2 separate regions of the Mus musculus genome follow, and region 2 is linked to region 1. Evidence: chromatin contacts called from public Hi-C data. All regions are on one chromosome and are shown on one strand. The core of a region is the stretch at or near the end of the contact, and the rest is flanking DNA. Distances in the headings are between cores, read along the strand shown. Region 1 overlaps Plppr1 (phospholipid phosphatase related 1). Region 2 overlaps Plppr1 (phospholipid phosphatase related 1).

What was found. Hi-C and Micro-C count contacts between places; a contact is called where the count stands out from the background.
Region 2: a contact with region 1 is called in a Hi-C map of the 63-12 cell line, with 3 times the contacts expected there. The contact joins two enhancer-like sites. A contact is called at or near these places in 2 of 39 promoter capture datasets (the C10 cell line and liver), 3 of 15 datasets of contacts at CTCF or cohesin (large pre-B cells, liver and pro-B cells), 15 of 484 Hi-C or Micro-C datasets (the 63-12 cell line, cerebral cortex, frontal cortex and 5 more) and 2 of 115 datasets of contacts at active chromatin or transcription factors (hepatocytes and large pre-B cells).

The regions. Positions count from the first base shown.
Region 1 is chr4:49,152,687-49,158,390 of GRCm38.p6, forward strand. The region is part of intron 1 of Plppr1 (phospholipid phosphatase related 1); the gene reads left to right. Among named protein-coding and RNA genes, the nearest start is that of Gm32657, 90 kb to the right of the region's middle. Within about 2 kb of position 1,350, at least 7 of the 459 cell types and tissues checked have an H3K27ac peak or open chromatin away from gene starts, as enhancers often do. A contact at or near this core is called in the 63-12 cell line and pro-B cells, where this site is marked.
Region 2 is chr4:49,212,322-49,217,934 of GRCm38.p6, forward strand. The region is part of intron 2 of Plppr1 (phospholipid phosphatase related 1); the gene reads left to right. Among named protein-coding and RNA genes, the nearest start is that of Gm32657, 30 kb to the right of the region's middle. Within about 2 kb of position 3,645, at least 3 of the 459 cell types and tissues checked have an H3K27ac peak or open chromatin away from gene starts, as enhancers often do. A contact at or near this core is called in the 63-12 cell line and pro-B cells, where this site is marked.

The sequences.
Region 1 (5,704 bases), core at 100-2,599:
AAGGTAGAGTGTGATCAAGGAGGAGACCTGACATTGACACTCTATTTTGCAAGCTCATGCGTGCACTTGTGGACACATATATGCATATACTATATACACACAAAGTCATGGATCAAGCTATAGTTTCTGCTAAAGGAGTTCTATTTGAACTCCTATAGAAGTTGGGAACCCATTAAATTCTTGCCTGCCTGCCTGCCTGCCTGCCTGCCTGTCTTCTTCCTGCCTTCCTGCCTTCCTGCCTTCTTCCTGCCTTCTTCCTGCCTTCCTGCCTTCCTGCCTTCTTCCTGCCTTCTTCCTGCCTTCCTGCCTTCCTGCCTTCTTCCTGCCTTCCTGCCTTCCTGCCTTCCTGCCTTCCTGCCTGCCTGCCTGCCTTTTTAAACATACAAGTGGCATGTCAGATAAATGGTTCTTCCTTCTTCTCCTTAGCCCCAGAGACATAAACAACTGTCTTTTGCTCTTATGTCCTCACAGCTTGGCTCCTAACTAATTTCCTTCAAGAGCTCTTTCCTTGTCTGCCTATGAAAGACATTGATAGCAAGTCTTATGTTTTAAACTTTTATGCCTCCAAAACAAGGGTAGCACACATGAAGTGTACATTTGCATGAGATGTTTATTTCTGGAATAAACATCCATGTTGCGTTTGGACTCAGAGAATAAGTTATTTTTCTTCTGGACTAGAGTTGGGTGCCTGGGCATGGGTCAGACAGAGTGGGGCATGGAACACTGGGGAGTTTTCTTTGAAATAATTTTTAATTAAAACATCATTAATTAAACAGCATTGTTTTACCTCTTCCAAGTTTCTCCTTCCAACTCTTCCTTTTTATTCCCTTTTGTGTTCCCTCCCTCCATGCTTCCCTCCCTCCCTCTCTCCCTTTCCCTCTCTCTTTCTCTCCCTCTGGTCTCCCCCCTCTGTCTCTCTCTTTCTCTCCTGTGTATGTGTGTGTGTTTTCCTAAAAGCATTACAACCTGTCTCATCCCTATAATGGTACTTGTATGTATATGATTTCAGGGCTGACCACTGCAGTTTTTTTTTTTTTTGTTTTTGTTTTTGTTTTTGTTTTTTTTTTTTTTTTTTTGAGAGCTCCTGTTCTTTTTCATACCTCTACAATCATGCCATGTCTGGAACCATAGCAAACCCTTCTGTGCAGGATGATTTTGAGTAGAGTTTTCCGAGTGGAACTTTACCTATGTTATCATGTCCTCATGTTCCAGTAGAGTAAGCTTCTGTTTGGGGCAGAGTGGAAGTTCACCTAGCCTTCTGAGAGATGACTGGAGTAATCTACTTTATACCGCACTGGCCCAGAGCTGACTAGCAAACTTTGCCCATCGTGTGTGGCCTGTGGAGGGCAGCAGAGGGCTTCAGAGTGTTCCAGCTTTCCCCCTGGAGGCCATTAACTGCCTGGAGATATCTGTCTCTTTCTATGAGTGTGCTGTGCTACAGAATAGAGAGATGCCCGTGGGCCAGTAACCCCTATGGAGAGAGGTTAGGCTGTGGAGAGACTGAGGAGCTCTCACCCTGAAGATCCCAAAGTGGGTTAGCAAACGCCATTGGGAAACTAGATACCGACTGAGCTTGGTCTTGGACAGGAAGGGCCACCTAGCTCGTTACAACCATTTTGCCTTCTGCAGACCACTGGAGGCCTTCATGAGCTGGATCAAATGCCTTGAACAGGAACTAGAGAATGTCCGTTAGTCCCTAGGATCTTTCTCTTGTTTAAAGAACTCAGTTGCACTGGGCTTCATAATAATACCCTGTCATCAACTCCCTTCCGCCATCCAAATCACCCATTCCCATCCTATATCTGTTCAGTAGCATTGAAGGCTGGTCCTGCGTTTAGGAGAGCATTTGTGCTGCCATCAGCTACTCGGGCAGATTCTCTGGAGGGCTTGTGACCTCTGTTCACCAATATGGCTTGCCCACATGAAGTGGTTTTTTTTTTCCTCCCGTTTAGCACATTTAGCCTGTGCCTTACTGAATTTTTCATTTATTGGCTAAGAAAAAAAAACTCTGAGTTTTTTCCAGTAGCTGAGACTCACATCTTCACACCTAAGGTGATTTTTCCAGCCACTTCTTACTATGTCTTCCCAAGAGAAAAATATCTATACATATACAGTAGTAAAACTCAGCATCTGTCGAGTGAGAAGAATGCACAACCTCTCATAGTTTCCCTTTCATTTCTTCACCTCTCTTGATACTTTCACTTACGCTGTGACCATTGAGAGACCCAATTAGTGAGTGGCTGTGTTGATCTTGCTGATGAAAATTGCTCATATTAGGGTTTATAACTTTTAAAAGCAGAAATAGCATTCAAAGGCTCATATTTGTTGTTTCTTGTTTTCAAGGTCATTCACCAATGATACCAATGGCATTATGTCTTATTGTCTATATTTTATTATTTCTCAAGGAACTATCATAAATATTATTATTATCAGCCAAGCACTCTAACACTGAGCCACATCACTAAACTTAGACATATCTTTTTTTGTGTAGAGTCTCATTGATGGGCATGGAATCTTTCTAAATGGCGTCCTCACCCTTCATCCTGTAGTCACTTAGCAACAGACCTTGATGAATGAATGGAAGGACAAGTGCCTGTTATGTAATATAAGTGCTATGTCCCATTTAACTCAACACCTTTCCATTTAGTTACCTGGATGAACAATATTGTAGCATATTCTTTCCTCCATCCAAAGATGGAAGTATGGTTTACCCTCGGCATTTATAGTCAGTTCAGACTCTTCCCTCTTGCCTTTAGAATCTCTTTACCCTAGAGAAGAGATATCTGGCATTTTTGTTTGTCAACATGACACAGGCTAGATTCACTGAGGAGAGGGAACATCAATTGGGAAAATGCCTTCAGAAGATTAGCCTGTAGACAAGCCTGTGATGTATGTTGTTAATTAGCAGGTGATATATAAGGGTCCAGCCCATTGTAGGCGGGTCCACCTCTGGACAATCCATCCTGGGTGTTATAAGAGAGCAGGCTGAGACAACCATGAAGCACAAGCCAGAAAACAGCCTTTCTCCGTGGCCTCCACTTCAGTTCTTGCTGTTGTGTTCTTGCACAAATTGTATCCTCAGTTCTCTCAGCGATGAAATACGACCAGAGAACTTTAAGTTAAAATAAACCCTTTCATCAGCAAGTTGCTTTTGGCCACAGTGTTTTATCATAGCAATAGAAACCCCAACTAAGTAAGGCAAGTTATATGGCCAATCCTGTGAGGCTCTGCCTACTGTAACATAGTTCAGGTAAATGACTCTTTCATCCTGCACCTTCTGTTATCAAGTATATTGGTATTTTTGGCGACTTAGTAGACTAAGTTATAACTCATCAGTGGGTCTAGCTGGCACAGAGAGGCCAATTTCAAGCCCAATTTAGAGAAGCACTTTCTAGAAGTTAAACCTTCCCAATGGTAAATGGGGCTGGATATAAAAGGGTGTGACCAGTCACAGAGGATCAGGTAGAGACAAAGGCTAGCTCTCCTTAGAAAGGGCTCCCCTGAGAGACTCTGCCAGAGCCAGACCAATACAGATATGGATGTACATAGCCAAGCATTGGACCGAGGGCAGGGACCCCAATGAAAAAGCTAGGGCAAGGACTGTAGGAGCTGAAGGGGTTTGCAACCCCATAGGAAGAACAACAATATCAGTCAAACAGACCCCCAGAGCTCCCAAGGACTAAACCACCAAACAAAGAGTACACATGAAGAGACCCCATGGTTCCAGCCTCATATGTAGCAAAGAATCGCCTTATCTGGCATCATTGGGAAGGGAGACCCCTGGTCCTATGGAGGCTCAATGATCCAGGATAGGGAAATGCTAGAGTGCTGAGGCAGGAGAGGGTGGGCAGTTGGGAGAGCACCTCATAGAGGCAGAGGGAGGGAGAAGGGGATAGGAGTTAGTGGAGGGGAAACTGGGAAGAGGGGTAACATTTGAAATATAAATAAATAAAATAACCAATAAAAATGAAAAAAGAAACATAAATTCAATAATTAAAATAACCCAGTAATTCATTATTTGTGGAGATGTAATTAAAGAAGCCAAAATTCTAACAATTGGAAAGAAAAATAAAGAATAAGGTATATTAAGAGAAAGGGCTCTTTTCTGAAGGTCACAGCCTTTGCATCCAGAGGCTCCTTAGCCATCCAGGACACATAATGATTATGGGCTTCTAGAATAGGTTTCTAACAAATTCCTGTTGGTCTGTGGGACGTCAGCCAGCATAATATTGCAATACCTTTGAAATGTGGTACCTAACACAAGACAAAGAACAGGTTAGCATTTATTGATCTGTGTATCAGGTACTCTGCCAAGTCCTTAATTCCATTAATGCTCAACAGAACTTTGCTAAAAGTCTATTCTGCACATGGAAAAACTGAGAGTCACTCATCCCAAAGGCAAATTACAGCAGAGCCCAAGCCCCTGGCCAGATCTTGGTGGAGATCTATGTCTTTAGCACACCAGGGCAACACTCTCTAAGATAAAGAGGCTCTGCGTACGGGGATCTACCCATCTACCAAGGGTGGCCATACATTTTAGTCCCAGGAAGCAACATTTTCAATAGTAATGCATCATTCAGAAGCAGTTCGTAATTTTTCACCCATGGCTGCAGGGTAAACCTCACTCAGCTGCATTTTACATTCACTGTGGAGCATGTGTTGCCAGTTCATTCTCACAGTAGGTGTCAGCAAACCGGGAATCTGTGCTCCTCAGAGAAGGTGAAATGTAATTGGCCCTGATAGGTTTATATACTCACTATTTCATAGTGGGCTCTACTCTGCAACTCATGTGCAAATAGGAACAAGGAGTTCTCCAGAAAGGAAGCAACTTACCCCTGAGTTGCTTCTGTGACTCTCTCCTCTTCTTTAGACATGGGCTAGGCAAAGACATCTGAGGTTTGGTTAAAATACAGCCTTGACAATGTGGTTATCTGATCCTGTCAATTTGTGGTAGGAAAGACTAAGGGGTCAGAGTCACCTGGAGGAGTAGGAAAGTAGCATTTCCCACTGCTGTCAGGGAACCTGGACCAGGAGGCTTCCAGGCATCTGTTTTCTCCCTATGAAAATAGACACTGAAGCTTGCTTTGTATTCAGTTGTTTTTCCGGTTAGTCCTTGCAATTTTCTCTGAATGTGCAGAGAAGGATGGTGTTGGAGTATGTCTGAGCCATAACAAGGAAGCAAGCCTGGCACTATTTCCTGGGCTGCCGCTGTAGGCTAATCTCACCCAAGAATACTGCCATACATTGTAAAGATATATACCTTTTCCAGGCATTTAAAAAACCCGTTTGTCTTTCCTTTGTTTTTTCAGAACCTGGCACTGTCTACAAATATTGGCTTTAATAATATCTCAAGCAAACTATTAATTGCATTATTATGTGCTTGGATTTTTATCTCACAGAATCTCTGTGGTGATTCTCATTTTCTGAAGATGGAATTTAGCTCAGGTTTATTTTTTTTTCTTAAAAAAATGAAGAAATGTAAGTTAAATTTTAAAAATTCCTTACAAGCATCAAAGTAGATATTTAATTTTTAAAAAGTCAAAAACAATTTCAAATAAGAGTATTTGAGAAACTGTTCATAGGTTGTTGTCTTTGTTGACCTTAGGGCTCAATCAAGTAGCTCAGCAAAATCAAAAAATATCTGTTCAACTACATGTATGGTGAAACAGGATCTCTGAACAATACCCTGTTGTAATACAGATCC
Region 2 (5,613 bases), core at 2,395-4,894, 62 kb after region 1:
GGAGGGAGGGAGGGAGGGAAGGAGGGAGGGAGAGAGGAAGAAAGAGGAGAGGAGAGAATGAGAGAAAGGTATGTGTTTTGTACTAGGTTTTTCCATTACCTTTTTCCATCAATTTATTAACTCAAGAAAATATTAATGTCTACAGTTTCCCTGAGGCACTAGGTGATTGCCTTTTCTAAATGGTTTTCATGTAACTAAGCTTCTTCTGTAACTTGGCGCTTATAAAACTCCTTGTAAGGCAGGATTTCGTAGCCCTGCTGAGATGAATACAAGGCAAGGATGAGAGACACCTGTTGCCCAGTGTTGAACTCTCAAGTGCATTTTCTTCGCTACTTTTATATAAGCATAGACTGGGTATGTTTGTTTTATTCCTGGAAGTTGGTGAGGAGAATAGCCATGAACCAACACCCCTAATTCAAATTTCCCAGAGAAGCAGGAACTTGCTTTGGACTCACTTGGAAGAGGTGGCAGTGAGCTGCCTGGTGAGGCGCTGAGCCGCACATATCGTCTTGTGGCCATGACAGTCAGGAGCAGCATTACCCTGGGCATTTCTGGAATTGTACAAAAATGAGAGGGGTCAGTGCTTATAGATTACAAAAGCGCATGTAGAAAATAATGACCGGACCAAAAGGAAGGGCAGAGCGTTGGGAGGAAAGCAGATAGGTTAAGACGCAAGCAATGCTGGGCAGACAGAATGAATCCTTTGTCTCCTCCCAGCGCCAGCAGGTTCTGTCTCTGACACTGAAATCTTAACATGTGGATAAGGATCTGAGGGTCTGGAACGGAAGGGTTTTAGCACAATCAGAGAAAAATCCATGTGGTATTTCAGACCAATAGACTTTAGCTTTTCACTGATCTAATTGCAGTAGAAAAAGCAAAAAGTAGCAAATGTTTGTCTGGACAGAGGCCAGAGAAATCAGATGGAATAGGAGAAAAATTCATTTTTAACAGGAGGCATGGCTCTCTCAGCTTTGTTTCTGCATCTTACAGTTAGGAATATCTTGGAGGGATCAAGACACAGGACTGAGAGTCTAACAGTTAGAGGAAAATTAAAACAGTGCCAAAGGACTCAGGAGTCTTTCTGTGTTTTTTTGTACACTCCCTCCTTTCTGCATCCTGCTGTCTCCATCTTGCCTTTTCTTTATCTGTTATTTCAGCAACGCATTTCATGCTTGAGAATCTATAGAGAGAGCATTTCCCTAAGGAAAGACTCATAAATTGGTGTCTCAGGAGTCTGAACAAAAATAATGTGTGTTGTTTGTGGTATCCCATGCTCCCTTGCAAAATTAGACATTTTCCCCCCAAAATGCTTAATAGTAACTATCTGTTTTGGACAAATGTCTCCACATACAAATAGATTTCTCTAAGGACAATTTTATTGTATCCTCTGTAAAATCGTTACTAAACTGCACCTTCAAATCTCTTTCAAATGTATTTGTGCTAAGACCAACTCTATGTGGAGCTGTGCTTCCTCAGAAGAGACTGGGGGCTGGAAACCTTTCCATAATGTATGCAGCAGAGGCTTGACATGTATGCATGAGCCAGGGTTAGTTTTCTCATTTTGGTGGTTGACTGTACTTGCAAGTTTTATTGCCCGTGTTTGACAATTCATTCCTCTCAGATTGAACCTATCAGATGATGATGATAAATCATATCCTGGAGATAAATAAATAATACAATGTTTGCCAAGAACTTGATTTTGATTTCCTTAGGGTGGAAGGGAAGTAACCGTGCATCACTCTTTGGGCATTGAATGCCATCTGTGTCCGTTGCCTTAAGTGTCTCTGATTTGGGAAGAAGGATGTCTCTGTACCTGCATTTCTAACCTGAGCTTGCAGCTTCTTAGATTAAGTCATTTTACCTGTTTGTATATGAGCCTCACATTTTGATTCTTTCAGATTTGTATACCTAATTCATATTGAAAGTTTTGTCTCCAGTTTTTAAATAAATAAATAATAGTGAAATAAATAAATAAAATAATAAACTGGTTTCTGCTTATAGAAAAATATCAGAATCTTATTGTCTTCTAAAATGAAATGGAAAATATATAAGTTGTTATGAAGCTTTCTGGACTCAAGTCCTGGCTCTATTGTTTGTTGCCGATACAAACTTGTTTGTCCTTTAAGATTTCAGTTACTTTGTTAAACAGAAAGAAATAGGAATGCATCATGAGAGCTTTTGAAAAATTAATGAGGTGAGGCACCCGAGCATTCTTGCTGAGTAACACATGCTTGACAAGAATAATTTTAAAGTAACAGTTTTGGCACAAAGATGAAAGTAAGCCAATTATACACTTGTGCCTGTGTGTACTTGCATAGACACACACACACACACACACACACACACACACACACACACACCAAAAACCGACAGAAGAGACAGCCTCTGGGTAGTTTAATCCTGCTATATGTGAATTTTGGGGGCTTACATGATTTTAGGAAGAAACTTTACTAGATAGCAGAACAATGAATTTATATGGCTTTTAAATTACAGTGGCAAATATTAATGATAAAATTTTTTGCCTATACTTTTCTGGACAAACATCACTTAATGGTGTTTTTGGTGCAATCAATATTCAGTTGTCCATTTTGGTAAGTATCATGGTCCCCAGGCTAGTTTTAAAGGCAGAACTCCATTCTTGGTTTTTGATTTTCTGAGGGAGTGAGTGAGACTCCTTTAGAATGGGTCCAGGTCCCAGTTAAAACAAGATCTCACAAAATAAGAGAAGTGAGGACCAGCAAGATGATCTTGTCCTGAATGCCAAGGGACCAGGAGCTGAGGAAACCAACTGGGAGTGAGTTTGATCAAAGACGTGGGGTTGGGAATCTGGTTTCCTACATCCCCATGCTGCCTTCTCTGATCACCTCAATGGTTAGTTCTCCTTCCTGCAACTCTTGGGAGAAGTACGTGCTTCTATGAAGTACAACAAACAAACAACAACAACAACAACAAAATCAAACAAACAAACAACCCTCAACCTCAGAAGTAAGAAAGAGGAGACTGGGAAAGGGATGAGCAGAGTAAGAGTGTCTGTGCTCTCGTGAGCATGTTAATGAAATGAATTAATTATAATGAAATCTCTTCCTTTCAGAGATCTCAGCCCCTTCCCATCCACAGATACTGATATTCTATCATCAAATACATCATATTTCCTTAAAACTGTATGCTTAAAACATTAGTAGAACAATATTTATGATCCTATATAAAAGAAATTTGTCTTCACATGTTAACTTCCAAAAGAAAAATCTGAAGAACAAAGAAGAAACTGACTGGCCCAAGGCAACACAGCTTCCGACATTAAAGTTTGGAGCTTTACAATATAAAGTATTCTTTTCTTTCACTGTGTATATATAGCTATCACTATTACAGTGAACTGCTGAACTTTGTCCAGTGGAGAACCAGTTAAATTATTGGTTCTCAGCCTCTGGGCCATGATTCCATATTGGTTACATATTGGATATTCTGTATATCAAATATTTACTTTATAATTCATAATAGTTTCAACATTACAATTATGAGGTCACAATGAAATAATTTTATGGTTGTGATCACCACAACATGAGGAGCTGTGTTAAAGAGTTGCAGCATTAGGAAGATTGAGAAGCAGTGGATTAGAGAGAAGTTCTTGTTTATGTCTTCAGGGACCAGAAGGAAGACACATTGAACTGTGGAAGTGTGAACTTCCTTTCCTAGAATCTGTCTTCCTTGAAGACCCTAAAAAACATTTTTACATTTTGATCAAGATAGATTTCAACTCCCTAAAGCTCTTTGCAAAATCCTTTGACTTGATGGAGACTTACATTGACTAGTGAGACTCAGAAAATACTCTGAGCTCTTGGTATTAGATGACATTTTTTTCTAAAAAGATTTGCTTGCTTTTATTTTTATGTGTATGAGTGTCTGTACACCGCATGTATGCTTGGTGCCCACAGAAGTAAAAAGAGGGCATCACTTCCTCTGGAACTGGGATTACAGACTGTTATGAGTTGCCATGTGGGTGCTAAGACCTGAGCCATCTTTCCTAGTTCCAATATAACACTGTTTGTAAAAATGCATTTTGAATGAATTCAACTAGACTTTTATACAGTAAAAATATAATCAGCAAAGTCTTCATAATTTAGCTGTACAGAACTTCAGCATTTTGACATTATTTGGCTTGGATTTCATCATCATCATCATCATAGGACTTGCCTGATGCAGTCAAAGCTCCTTTGTATTCTTTCTTATAGGATTTCATTTCCCTCTTTGCCCGTTCAGAATTCACTACCAATCTAAGTTTGGTGAATACAGTTTTGTAACATGTAAATATTTTGTACATATGCATTAGTGTACATTGTGCCTTAATATGTCAAAATACTGAAAACAATTATAGCTGCACTGTTGAAGCATCTAAAGAACATAGTACATATAATTATAACTGTATAAAAGATTAGACAATGTACACAAATTGTCTCCCAAGTTATTAATTCTTGCTGTATAGAATAGATTCTGCCACTGTAACTCGCTGTACCTAAATGCTGGTGGCTTGACTAACATACAGGCTACTTTCTTACACTGTGGTTGTTGATAAGAGATGTCTGTTCATCTCATCTCATTCTCTTCAGGACCAAATCCTTTGGAGCCTCCATCCCAGAGTGGTTCCATGTTTATTTTTATAAGGTGAAACAATCTTGCAGACTCATAAAACTGACCTTTAAAGCTCATATTTGATCAGGTATGTCATTACCACTAGCATTTCATTATCAAGAGCCATAAGCATATGGCCATTTCCCATTACATCCAACATAGAAATGAACAGTGGAAAGAGAGAAAGTCTTTTTTTTTCAGCCTAAGTTGTGTATCACTAAGTGTCCTCATGAGTTCTTTTTCCACTAAAAATGAAATCCTGTCTCATTTACATGTTACAGGTTTACTTAGTCAAGTTCCAGTTAATAAGACACTGGAAAATGTTTGCGGAGATTTTATCTATTAATGATTTATGTGGGAAACCCCATTGTTCCTCAAGCAGAAACAACTTTCCATGAGGTAGTATATTGGAGATAGGACTCTAGCTTGAACTTGATTGGGAGAGGATTAACACACCCTTCAGATTCTAAGTATCTTTCAGCTCAGACATAGCTGTGTGAGCATGGACCATATAGACCAAAGCAGTTTCCTTAATACACCAACTAGATCTCTGAGCCTATAAAAATAGGAGATAGAAATACTCCCTTTTTTAAAGGGATGGTTAACATATCAGTTTTTGGACAAAGTAGATTGGCAATATGCTGCAAATCCGAAAGTATATAAATCTATCTTCCAGAAATAATCATAAATGAACAGACTTTGGTACATGGTGATTCATTACTTTATCATAAAGTGGTCTGTAATGCTGAAAAATAAAAGTTCTGATATTAAAATACAGGCAGTGTATTTGAAGATGCTTGTTCATTATATAGTGGAACCAGATAAATCCATGAAAGTCATACTGTATGAAGTAGGTGATCCTATGAGAAATTAGTAAGATTAGCTAGTTCAGTGAATGGGAAGGGAATGAATTCAGAATGGCTGTGATCTGAGTTTCCCAGGCTTTGTTAGCCTGTGAACATTAATGGCAGGCCTCATGGTATTGAT